Regions from separate parts of the Mus musculus genome. Here all the other regions are linked to region 1. The links are chromatin contacts, called in public HiChIP or PLAC-seq maps. All regions are on one chromosome and are shown on one strand. The core of a region is the stretch at or near the end of the contact, and the rest is flanking DNA. Distances in the headings are between cores, read along the strand shown. Region 1 overlaps Erc1 (ELKS/RAB6-interacting/CAST family member 1). Region 2 has its middle 23 kb from the start of B4galnt3. Region 3 overlaps B4galnt3 (beta-1,4-N-acetyl-galactosaminyl transferase 3).

Region 1 (4,099 bases), core at 1,035-3,534:
TCTAAGGAGGGGCATAGTGTCCACACTTCAGTCTTCATTCTTCTTGAGTTTCATGTGTTTAGCAAATTGTATCTTATATCTTGGGAATCCTAGGTTTGGGGCTAATATCCACTTATCAGTGAGTACATATTGTGTGAGTTCCTTTGTGAATGTGTTACCTCACTCAGGATGATGCCCTCCAGGTCCATCCATTTGCCTAGGAATTTCATAAATTCATTCTTTTTAATAGCTGAGTAGTACTCCATTGTGTAGATGTACCACATTTTCTGTATCCATTCCTCTGTTGAGGGGCATCTGGGTTCTTTCCAGCTTCTGGCTATTATAAATAAGGCTGCTATGAAGATAGTGGAGCATGTGTCCTTCTTACCAGTTGGGGCATCTTCTGGATATATGCCCAGGAGAGGTATTGCTGGATCCTCTGGTAGTACTATGTCCAATTTTCTGAGGAGCCGCCAGACTGATTTCCAGAGTGGTTGTACAAGCCTGCAATCCCACCAACAATGGAGGAGTGTTCCTCTTTCTCCACATCCATGCCAGCATCTGCTGTCACCTGAATTTTTGATCTTAGACATTCTGACTGGTGTGAGATGGAATCTCAGGGTTGTTTTGATTTGCATTTCCCTGATGATTAAGGATGCTGAACTTTTTTTCAGGTGTTTCTCAGCCATTCGGTATTCCTCAGGTGAGAATTCTTTGTTCAGTTCTGAGCCCCATTTTTTAATGGGGTTATTCGATTTTCTGAAGTCCACCTTCTTGAGTTCTTTATATATGTTGGATACTAGTCCCCTATCTGATTTAGGATAGGTAAAGATCCTTTCCCAATCTGTTGGTGGTCTTTTTGTCTTATTGACGGTGTCTTTTGCCTTATTGTTTCTTTCAAATAAATGTTTTATATAACAATGAATTTTCTTTAAGCTTACCTTACTTAAAGAATAAATAGCTGTATTTCACAAAAGAAGGAAAGTTAATAACTTTTGCTAAATTAATTGTTAAGCAAATATCTCTGTATACTAATAAAATGAAGCTTTCATTAATTCCAGAATTGAGTTCATGTACTGTTGTACAAGGCAGTGTAGTCGTGGAATACAGATCACTACTGCTATGTGTGATAACTGCTTCACAGAGTTGAGGGTGGGGAGCCTCAAAGTAAGTAGAGATGCTGGAATCGTTAGGGAGTTACCTCAGCAGGCCTTTCACAAAGGTTAAACAGGTTAATGTGTCTTGCATACACTGAGACCTCTGCAGAGAAGGGAGGAAATTATAGTTGAGTGGACATCTTCAGGGCATGAGATAGAAGAACAAAACAGATATCCCAGAAATCGCCTATAATCTCTGGATAGCTAGTGAGTTAAATAATAAGGCAACAGAATCAAAGTGCATGTAATCCATTAATAAGAGAATGTGGATTTCCTATTTAATATGGGTTGTTGACAATTAACCTATGCCTCTTCACCCATGGTATTAGCATGGTATTGCTCATGGAGCCTGACCTCAGGGCCTTGAGTTCCACCACTGAATTAAATCCTTTGAAAAGGTTTAAGACAAGGCAAGGATGTGTAAGCCACAGCAACAGCTTTAAACTTGGTGGGATCACCCTTGCTGCTCTCCTGGAACATCTGACAGGAAGGACTGATTACACGGTGAGCTTACCCCATGGTATTAGCATGCTAAGCCACTGGCCTCCTTCTTTCATCTGATCTTTTCCCCAAAAGCTTTCAGGATTGTGGAGTATATTGTATATAATTCTGCAGCTATCCAACTTGGAATTCATACTTGGACAAGGAGGGGATGGTAAACATTGTTGGTTATGCTCCTTAATTCATGTCCCGTGTACTTCAGTGTGCTTCTGTGGAACACACACATGCTTAGCACTCCCGCCAAGTCACTGTTTCAGTCTTGGTTGCAGTTTCTTACTTACTGGTGCTGGAAGGCCAATGTGTTAAAGATTCCGAAATCATCAAAGGATGCTCAGCTTTCTTTGCCTTTGATATTTGTCTCTGGTTTCTGAAATTTGCCCAGAATGGGGAAAGGAACAGAGGGGAGGTCTTACTATTTCCTGGAGCTCACATGCCACAGTAGTGCACATCTTGATTCCATTAGTCTATGCAGGTCAAAGAGCAAGTTCAGCTGGTGTAGTTTACAGCACCAGGGACAGAGTGACTAGCCACTTTAATGACTTGCCTTTCTGCTGCAACTTACTCAGGAAATAGGGGTTGCTAACCACTGAAATGTTTGTATCCATGGTTGATGGGGTGGGGTGTTTGTTTGTTAACTGAGGAATAGACTCAGAATAGGGAGAGTGACTCGGCAGGAAGTGCGCTGACATTTTGTCCTCTGATCCTCTGGGGGTTCTCCCTTGTGTCTTCCTAGTTGCTCTCTTGGGGCTCTCCAGGCAAACAGTGAGGCTGCTTGTGCTAGCAGGACTCCATCTGGGGGCAGCCTCTAGTCGGGAGCACTCTGTTGTGATCAACTTCTGATTTCTGTATCTTTTCCTAAAAATGATCACTTCTGACTTTTTTTATATTCTTTTCTGTTTCTCTGTTTTCATCAGAAAAATAGTACTTTTATCAAAAAGTATCTTCTTACAAAGACTGTTTTCAATAGACAACAACTAAACCCAGTTTCTTTCACAACTTAACTGTTTTGTTTCATTCTGATTTTTTGCCTCTGAAAACACAACATTTTAAACAAGTTTCAACTTTTTCACAGTGGGTCTAATAAGCACCTAATAACCAGCTCACCGTGTAATCAGTCCTTCCTGTCAGATGTTCCAGGAGAGCAGCAAGGGTGATCCCACCAAGTTTAAAGCTGTTGCTGTGGCTTACACATCCCTGCCTTGTCTTAAACCTTTTCAAAGGATTTAACTCAGTGGTGGAACTCAAGGCCCTGAGGTCAGTCTCCATGAGCAAAGAAGAGGGAGAAGCTCCACAGTGTTTTCAAGGCGGTTCGCCCAAAGAGATCCAGTTTGCTCCACACCCAGTATGTGTACTAGCAAGAGGACAAGCTTGCAAAAGAGACTTTATTCAGCAACAGTCAACTGTGAGGAGCCAGGACATCTCTCCTGCCTCCCCAGGACTAGTAAAGGGAGAGCTGTGGGACATAGATGATAAGTGTAACTCTCCATGCTAGACCTGAGCATAGGGCTTTTGTCCTACCAGATCTTGCAAGGAACCCAAGTAAAGGCTTAGTAGTTCCAGGTAGTTTTAACCATTGCTAAATATCTGAAAACCTTGGGAATGCATACAGCAGAGGTACTAGCTACAGCAAAGCAGTAGAGGTGTATTGCTGTGCTTCACTATATAACATCTAAAACATAACGAGAGTGCAAAGTCTCAGGTTTGGGCTCAAGAGAACCCCGAGGCAGATTGTTCATGTAAATAAGAGCTTGGTTTATTACAAGAGTTATTAACAAGACAGGCATGGCAAAGGTCCTGAGGAAAGCTGAGGCCCAAAGGACAAAGTGAGGTTGCCTTCTTACAGGAAAGGGAGAGTTTGTATGCCAGGGGGTTGATGAGTCCATAGTAAATGCTTGCAAGTCAGGCAGTCTCTGATTCCCAGATGGCAATGGGAGAGGATTGTTTCTTGCATTCTGAGGAAAGAATGTGTCACCTTTAGGGTGTGGAGAACATGAGGATAAGGCACCCATTTGGTTAGTGTGCATCTATTATATTAGGTGTTTAGGAGTTGGGTAACTCATAGCTTGGAATGTGCTAGCCTAGAGTCTGTCTGCAGAATCAGCTGTCAGGATGGGGAGAGACACCACTCACTCAGGTGTGACCTGAGCAGCATCTGGAGTGGATCCCGGTGAAAAGCAAGAGAGGCTCCAGAGCCTTATGCATGTTTTCTTTGGGCATTAATAGTATCCATTGCAAATTTATTAAAATTATAACATATCCAAGAGAACAATACTGTCTCTATCCCTAACTGTCCAAGCATACCGTTTATGTAAGAATTGGAACTCGATCAAAACACTTCAACAATGTGGAATAATTTCACCTTTTCACACTGTGCTGTTCTTCTTTTTTTATTACCCCCTCGTGAGTATGTGTACATGCACACATGCACAGTGTAGAGGCTAGAAACTAGACATCTCTCCCCT
Region 2 (4,099 bases), core at 507-3,006, 680 kb before region 1:
CCTGAACATTACAAACACTAACTCTGAAAGGAGATGATCTCGAGTCAGCCAGAAGATTAACTCTTTTTTATTGGATATTTTCTTTATTTACATTTCAAATGTTACTCACTTTCCCCGTTCTCCCTCACCCCAAAACCCCCTATTCCATCCTCCCTCCCCCTGCTTCTATAAGGGTGTTCCTCCACCCACTACCCTCTTCCACCTCACCACCCTTGATTCCCCTACACTGAGGCATCTATTGAGCCTTCATAGGACCAAGGACAAAAATGAACTCTTGATGTTTAAGTCCCTACACAGAAACACGAGTAACATGAAAATCCAGGATGTTCCTCTCTAAAATCTACCAACCCCAGAGTAATGGCCCCCAGTGAGAATGACTGATAGGGAAATTCCAGACAAAGAATTCAGAAGAATGATTATAAATACATTCAAAGAAGCTGAGCAGTGGTGGCACACGCCTTTAGTCCCAGCACTTGGGAGGCAGAGGCAGGTGGATTGATTTCTATGGGTTCAAGGCCAGCCTGAGCCACAGAACTCTGGGTCAGAGAAATCTTGTCTCTGTGTGTGTGTGTGTGTGTGTGTGTGTGTGTGTGTGTGTGTGTAGAAAGAGAGAGAGAGAGTGTGTGTGTAGAAAGAGAGAGAGAGAATATATATATGAATATATATATGTATACACACACATACACACACACACATATATATACATATATATGTGTTTGTGTGTATATATATATATATATGTATATATACTAAGAAATGAGAGTATAAATAAACTTGAATGAATTCCAAAATATTTTAGAAAATACAAACCTCTAAACAAAATGAATCAATGTAGGAATGTACAAATGCGATTAAATAGAGAACTAGACACACTGAACAAAACCCATACTGTACGAATGCTGGAAATCGACACTGAGTAAGCAGTGTCAGGGGGCTCAGCAGGTAGAAGGACTTGCTGTGGAAAGCTGACAACCTGAGTTCAGTCTCTAGAGCCCATTCCTGAGGGTTGTCCTCTGACTCCACGTGTGTTTTGTGGCATGTGCCCGTCCCCATCATACGCACACAGCAATGATAAATAGGGCAAGTGAGATGACGCAGTCGGGTGCCTGCTGCCAAGCACGACGGCCGGAACTTATCTTGGGAGCTACATGGTAAATAAAGGAGAGGACTGACTCCTGCAAGCCACCCTACCCAAATAAAAGCCCATTTCTCAGCATGAAATAAAAGTCAGAACACAGAAAATATATATTTTAGGGTTTTTTTTTTTTAAATATTTTTGTTTTTCAAGACAGGGCTTCTTTGTGTGTCCCTGGCTATCGTGAAACATCCACCTGCCTCTGCCTCCTGAGTGTTGGGATTAAAGGCATGTACCACCATGGCCTGGCTGCATTTCAGGTTTGTTAGGACGATAATTGCCCACCCATATTAGTATTGTAAGGGAGGATTCAGCGAAACCCCTGCACTGGGCCATGCAACGCCCAGATAGAAAAGTTTATCGGGGGAGCAAACTGCCAATCTGTCTCCAAGAATAGAGGACAGCAGCTTAGCAGGAAGGCAGGCAGATTTTATATGGTAGAGGGTGTGGGTCCTTGAGCTGACGCAGGCTGTTAGGATTAATTAAGGTAGTTGGGCCTAGATAAAGGAGGTAGTGGTTTTCCTGGCAAACAGAAACCTTCCTTGCAAGATTCGTGAGGAATGCTGAGTTTAGGCTTCTGTTTACCCAATACGATCCTTCTGTTTACCCGGTCAGAGTCCTTCTGTTTAGGACATTGTCACCAGCACTGCCACCTTAGGGGCCTGGTTTAAACTTAATAAGTCTACCCAGGAAAACTAGCTGTTGTAGTTGATGGAAAAAGAGCATCCTATAATAAAAGCAGAGTAAGGGATTGATGGCCACTAAACCAGATCTGTAGTGGATACTGAAAGGGTTGGCCTGAAGTAAATGATTAACACAACTAAGAGGCTTTAGATAATACAATGATTATTGCCCGAGCTTTTGTCCCTGCCGGCAAGAACACACTCAGGACAACCGGAATCTTCTGTGGCAAAAGCTTTATTGCTTACTTCTCAGGAAGACCCCGAACCCAGAAAATGGCGCTGCTTATATAGCCTGCAGTGTGACGTTTCAGCACCTGATGTGGCGTGACAGCTCCTGATTCGTTGCTCGCCCATCATCCCATTACTACGCCCCAAGATGGGCAGTGACGAGGCCTGAGTCCACTCTTGCACCTGCGTACAAGGCTTGTTTACTAGTTAGGCACAGCGGAGGCCAGCGCCATCTTATAATGGCGATTGCTCGCAGCACGCACGGCTCTCCACAGCGATTGCTCGAGGTACAGCTCTCCACAAATGATAGCTAAACAAATATGAATTTGGGAAACACCAAACACTACCAAATTATAGTAAGCAATATACACCTTCCAATAATACTTCTGAATACTAATGATTTCCAATCACAGGACACCAACCAGATGTAAAGCAGAACCTGTTCTTTTGCTGCTTCCAAGAGGCACAAACACATTTCACCATGAAAGGCAGACACCGTCTCACACTAAGAGGCTGGAAAAGGTGTTTCAAGCAAATCAAACTAGGAAATAAGCAGCATTCCCTAATCTACTAGCTGACAAACCAAACCCCCAAAACTCTAAAGCAGCCGGGTGGTGGTGGCGCGTGCCTTTAATCCCAGCACTCAGGAGGCAGAGGCAGGCAGATTTCTGAGTTCGAGGCCAGCCTGGTCTACAAAGTGAATTCCAGGACAGCCAGGGCTACACAAAGAAACCCTGTCTCGAAAAAAAGAAAAAGAAAAAGAAAAAGAAAAAATCTATCAAAAGGACGTTACAATTCTAAACATATGTGCACAAAATATACAGTCATCAGAAAAACAAAACAAATTGGAATAAACCTAACCAAGGAAATAAAAGATCTTTTGTTTTGAGTTGAGATTTTTTTCTTCCAGTTCCCACTGATAAGATACCCATCCTATAAACAAACTCTCATCTGTGCTTCAGTAGACAACTCAGATGAACTTTACACACACACACACACACACACACACACACACAATGTGAAAGTAGAAGGGAAGTGAATTGGGAAGAAGAAGGCATGGAAAGACCCCAACACAAGGGTAACGAAGAGTGAAAATGACCCAACTACATAATGTGAATGTGTACAGTGTAAAGTTAATATATGCCAATAGAACATTTTAGAAGCCTTAGAAAAACACCATTTTCTTTTTAAGTTACTGTGGTAGGGCATACTAAAACTAGATTGCATTTATAATCTGTGGCCTGGGAAAGATAGCTCACTTGGTAAAGTGTCCACAGTCTAAGAATGAGGGCCCATGTTCAGATCCCTAGCAACAGGTGAAAGCCAAGCTTGGTGGAAAACAATCTGTGACCTAGATCCAGGCAGAGCAGAGAGAAATGAATCCCCAGGGGTTTGCAAACCAGCCAGTCTCACTAAGATGGCTCCTCCAGAGTCACTGAGGAGAGAGATCTCAATGTTGTGACGGTACATGAAAGAGTAGTAAACTCAGTGCTCCAAGGTATGCTAATCATAAAACAGATAGCGACATTCCTTCCTCCACCCACCCGCTTCCTGGGTTCAAAGAGTGTTCATTCAAAGAAAGTCACCCTGACCCACCCTGACCATTGCTGGAACCCACTATGCAAAGGTGCTATTGCTAGGGGCTCTTAGATTGTTAGGGGCTCTTAGAAACTGTCTTGAGAGATAACCTGACACTTGTGACTTTGTACTTCCTTGTGACTCTTAACTGGTATTTTTGGTATTTTCCAACAACGCCCTTCCCACCTCCTTGAGTTGTGGTTCCTTCCTTTAAATTCCCCCTTACTCAGCTACTCGGGGCGCCACGGTCCTCTACCCCTGCGTGGTGTATGACCGTGGGCCTGAGAGCACTCTTGAATAAAAATCCTCTTGCAATTTGCAGCAAGACCGTTTCTCGTTGGTGATTTTGGGGTGTCGCCTCTCCTGAGTCAGAACGTGGGGGAGTCCTCACGTTGTGGGTCTTTCATACACACCTTTAATCCTGAAGTTACTGAACTTGGAGATCATAACCTGTTCTCCAAGCTCAATAAGCCAA
Region 3 (4,099 bases), core at 791-3,290, 630 kb before region 1:
TGTAGTTGGGGTGACCTCTGTTTTCAGGGGTCAGTGTTCCTGCTATCTATGATGCTGGGTAGGTACTTTGAACTTAGTCCTGGATGAAACTGAGTGGTAGGCCTGACTCCTGACTGGGCAGAGTATTCCTTAACGAGTCACTTAAGCTAGGAAGCTTAATTTTCTTCAATCTTTTCTCTTTTTTAAAAAAAGATTTATCTATTTATGTATATTTTTTTTTGTCTGGATGTAGATCTGCACACCAGAAGACAGCATCAGATCCCAATGAACTGTAGTTCTAGATGGTTGTGACCCACCATGTGGGTGCTGGGGTTTGAACTCAGGACCTTTGGAAGAGATCCAGTGTTCTTAATCATTAAGCCAGCTCTCCAGCCTCTTCATCCTTAAAATAGGGTTCAGTATTACTAATATTTGAAGGGTAGTTGTGAAGAGGATGTACAGATATGATCATTTCTACACCGTGATCAAGAAAGCATCATCCGTTTGTATATGGGGATTGAACCAGGCTCTTGTGCATGCTGAAGGAAATATCCCACCACTGTGCTACACATCCTAGCCCCTCCTTTCTTGGCTTGTCTTTTATGCAAAGGCTTAGAGAAGTTTGGATCCAAGAACTATGGGATGAGGGTTGTCCAGTGACATGATCTATTGTTCCCTAAAAGTTGTTGGCTCCCAGTTAGCCCATAGTGAACCACCAAGGGAGCCTGAGAATTCGAATACAGCAGCTCTGTATGGGGCCCAGCCATCATTACAAATCACATTTTGATGATCTTGATTGACAGGTGAAGCTGGGAGCTACCCTGTTCATCAGAGGCAGAGATGTCTTCTGACGATACTTCTGCCTTTTCACTTAGACTATGCGGCAGGCAGTGTGGTCCTTCCAGCAGGAACTCAGTGTATAGGAGAGACTGGTGGATTCATGAGTGCTTCTGAGCTGGCTGGAAAGGCCACACTCTCCATAGACCTGCCCCGTGCCCTAGGTAGGATCCAGGTCCCTCTAAGGCTCAGTGCAAAGGGTAGAGGAAACCACGCCGGGATATCTTGCTGGGCTTCACAGGAGACTGGATGGGTGTGGATTGGGTTTTCTGATCAGGAGGATGAGATCTGATACAGCTGCAGGTTAGCTTGCCCATCACATTCCTTAGGACACAGGCTCAGTAGTTGACTGACCTGTGAGTTGTCACCTGTTGACAGGGCTTTCTGTGTCCTAAGCTGAGATTCCAGCTCCTGCGCATTTGGCTGTCGGGTGCTCTAACTTGATGCAGTTGTCATTGGTGAGCCCTCTTCTGCCTGCCAGTCATGTTCAGCACTTTCTTTCTTTCTTTTTTTTTCCCAGCACTTTCTTAGTACACATTCAGGGTGGAAGCAAAGTATTCGATTACAGCCACAGGTAACAAACACTCTGGGTATTGCATCCCAAATGATAAGGACAAGGATGTTGGGGAGATAGTGCTGAGAGACATGGGAAGAAGAGTGTCGGTTCACACCTGCAATCCCAGGATTTGGAAGGCTGATGCAGTGGGATCTCTATGAGTTTAACTCCAGCTTGGACTATATATCTAGTTTCGGGCCAGTGAGCCCATCTTGAAAGGCAGAGGGATAGGAGCAAACATATGAAAAGAATGCAGACAGGTAAAAGGACAATCCTGGGGTGACAAAGCCAAGAAGGGTACAGCGAGGTCAAAGCGAGCCTGGGGCCTGTGGCTTAATCGTAAGCAGACTGCTTGGCCCTAGGTGACATCGTTGAATAAAGTCTATATGACAGTGAGGAAATGAGTATGCAGATGATCCCTGTTACACTGTGGTGTTGATGTCCTTGTGACTTGTCATCCTTGATCACCCTGCTTGGTTAAACAAGTTCCTGGATAGGAAACCCTACCAAGATGAGATACAGTGTTTCAACAGACGCAGTAAGGTAGAAAGTTTTGGCCTGGCATTCATTTCCAGCCAGCGTTTCCCAGCAGTGAGATCCCAGGGATTGTGGGGCGTTGTGCACAGTGACTCACCTGACCACAAGGCTTCCCTGGTTTATAGCCCAAATACCTGTTCCTTCTCACTTCCACACCTCTCACCACTCAGCAGCCACACCCTACAGTCTCGGGGCCTCTGCTGTCTCCATCACCAGGCAGGAAACTGTCACTTATACCCTCTTCCCGCTGGCCCCCTCCTCCCTCCTCGCTGGTGTGTCTCCTAGGAGCCAGAGTTTTCTGCGATCAGTTGACAGATCCTCCCTGGGCTCTTGTACAAAGCCCATTTCCTGTCTGTGTCTCAGATTTCTGACCTATAAAGTGAACCTCAGGCTTACAGCTTGCAGTGTGGAGCTGTGAATGAGGTCTTTGGGGGAAATGTTCCTTGCCAGATGAAAGATGGCACATTGAGATCCTCTCTGTATGTCTCTCCGTCTCTGTCTGTCTCTCTCTTTCTCTCTCTCTTGTGCGCGCGCACACACACACACACACTCCATCCTTACTATTTATCATACAGATAAGAAGTCATGTAGGTCTTGGAACCCTCGATGACCCCACTTTCCAAACCTACTGACCTCGTACAGTCTTCAGCTCACCCACCCGTACCCCATTAGATGCGGCCAAGCACCTCCTTTCACCTCTGAAGAAACCTAAGTGTAACACAGGCTCAGGGAAAAGAGACTTGAGGCTGGGGCATAGCTTAGTGGTAGAACACTGTTGCAGCTGCTCGAGGCCGAGAGTTCTGTCCTTTGGTCTTTGTGTAGCTAGATGACACACAGTAGACAATTCATTAATTACTGATTAAAAGAAGGAATGAGTGCAGGAGTTAACCATGAAGCTTGCAGTAGCTTTTGAGTCTCTGCTCCGGAGAATACTTGGTGGAGTAAGGAGTGTTGTCTCTTCTTAAGTTTCTTTACTGTTAAAGCTGGCTTCCTTGCCACTGGGTTTTTTCACGTCATTGAGAAAGTGACGGTAAATTGCGTCAGCAAAGCAGTGACAAGCACAGTGAGGCTCCGTGGGGACTTGTTGGATTTTCTTCCAAAGGAACCTCTTCGTCCTTTGCTCTCTTGCTCTCTGTTAAGGTTAAATGATCCCACTGCTCACTGAGGGAGGGAGGCGAGGTGCCTGGCGGCCCTCAGAGAGCTTAGGGTTTGCCTGGGGAGAGGAGCCAAGCTCTACCCCGCTGAGCTGAGGTGGAGATGCAGAGTGCAGGGGCAGGCCCTGGGGACAGTAGTTATGGGTTTCCACGGGATCCTTGGCTGTGTGGCCTCATCAGCTCGCTCTTCCCCAGTGATAGGACTGTGATCCTATTCACCTCAGTGGCTCTTCTTGGCAAGTTTTTCCCCTGTTCTTTTTGGTAGTGGCTTGTTGGGCCCAGTTTTCAGCCAGGAACACCTAAGCTCAGGAAGAGGGTGTGGACCTCAGAAGAGGCAAAGTGCAGAGTCAGAGGAGGTCCGAGTGGTGCCATTGGCCGTTCTGAGTCAGGTCTCTTTCTCTGGAGCATCAGTCAGTCAATGACATCAGGCCGCTTGGAGATCATCTTTAGGCGTGGCACATTTCTTTGTGCTCAGGATGACAACACAAACTTCCAGTTGAGCAGGCAGCTTTCAGAGGATGAGATTTTTATGTCCTGTCTCACCACATGCAGAGTTGGTTATGGAAGATAAAGTATAGTAGGATGAGGTGGCCACACACAGGGCCGCATTTTTTTTTTAACACAATAGGCTGAATTAATTTTATTAATATGCAAATCAAATTATTGAATGTATGGCCCTTGCAGTTACAAAAATGCACAGATGTCTACATACTTGAGATGTTTGCTTGAAAAGATTCTTCAACAGCAGTTACGGTTACACATCCAGCCGCCTCATCTAGGTGGAGATGACGTGCTGACAGGCTGCTGTTTACAGGGAGGTATTTTGAGCATCTCCTGACAAGGGGACAGTAGAGATTATCTTCTACATAGGACGAGGCCGCTGAGGGTTCCTCTGTGAAGAGTAGGTGGACACTGTGACAGTGACAGCAGAGACCGAACGGATGGAGGTGGTCGTCCTGAGCCTGACACCCTGAGAGCACTGAGAGTGGGAGAGGCCAGGATGTAAGAAAAGGGTGTGATGCTACTGAGAAACAGT

The links. HiChIP or PLAC-seq counts read pairs in DNA pulled down with a chosen protein or histone mark.
Region 2: a contact with region 1 is called in a FOXA1 HiChIP or PLAC-seq map of pancreatic cancer cells. The contact joins two enhancer-like sites. A contact is called at or near these places in 1 of 115 datasets of contacts at active chromatin or transcription factors (pancreatic cancer cells) and 1 of 9 other capture datasets (adipose tissue).
Region 3: a FOXA1 HiChIP or PLAC-seq map of pancreatic cancer cells shows a contact between it and region 1. The contact joins two enhancer-like sites. A contact is called at or near these places in 3 of 115 datasets of contacts at active chromatin or transcription factors (bone marrow-derived dendritic cells, double positive thymocytes and pancreatic cancer cells).

The regions. Positions count from the first base shown.
Region 1 is chr6:119,633,951-119,638,049 of GRCm38.p6, reverse strand. All of the region lies in intron 17 of Erc1 (ELKS/RAB6-interacting/CAST family member 1), which reads left to right. Among named protein-coding and RNA genes, the nearest start is that of Wnt5b, 92 kb to the right of the region's middle. Within about 2 kb of position 2,284, at least 94 of the 459 cell types and tissues checked have an H3K27ac peak or open chromatin away from gene starts, as enhancers often do. A contact at or near this core is called in pancreatic cancer cells, where this site is marked.
Region 2 is chr6:120,316,333-120,320,431 of GRCm38.p6, reverse strand. No RefSeq gene overlaps it. Among named protein-coding and RNA genes, the nearest start is that of B4galnt3, 23 kb to the right of the region's middle. Within about 2 kb of position 1,756, at least 16 of the 459 cell types and tissues checked have an H3K27ac peak or open chromatin away from gene starts, as enhancers often do. A contact at or near this core is called in pancreatic cancer cells, where this site is marked.
Region 3 is chr6:120,262,377-120,266,475 of GRCm38.p6, reverse strand. The region is part of intron 1 of B4galnt3 (beta-1,4-N-acetyl-galactosaminyl transferase 3); the gene reads left to right. Among named protein-coding and RNA genes, the nearest start is that of B4galnt3, 30 kb to the left of the region's middle. Within about 2 kb of position 2,040, at least 55 of the 459 cell types and tissues checked have an H3K27ac peak or open chromatin away from gene starts, as enhancers often do. A contact at or near this core is called in pancreatic cancer cells, where this site is marked.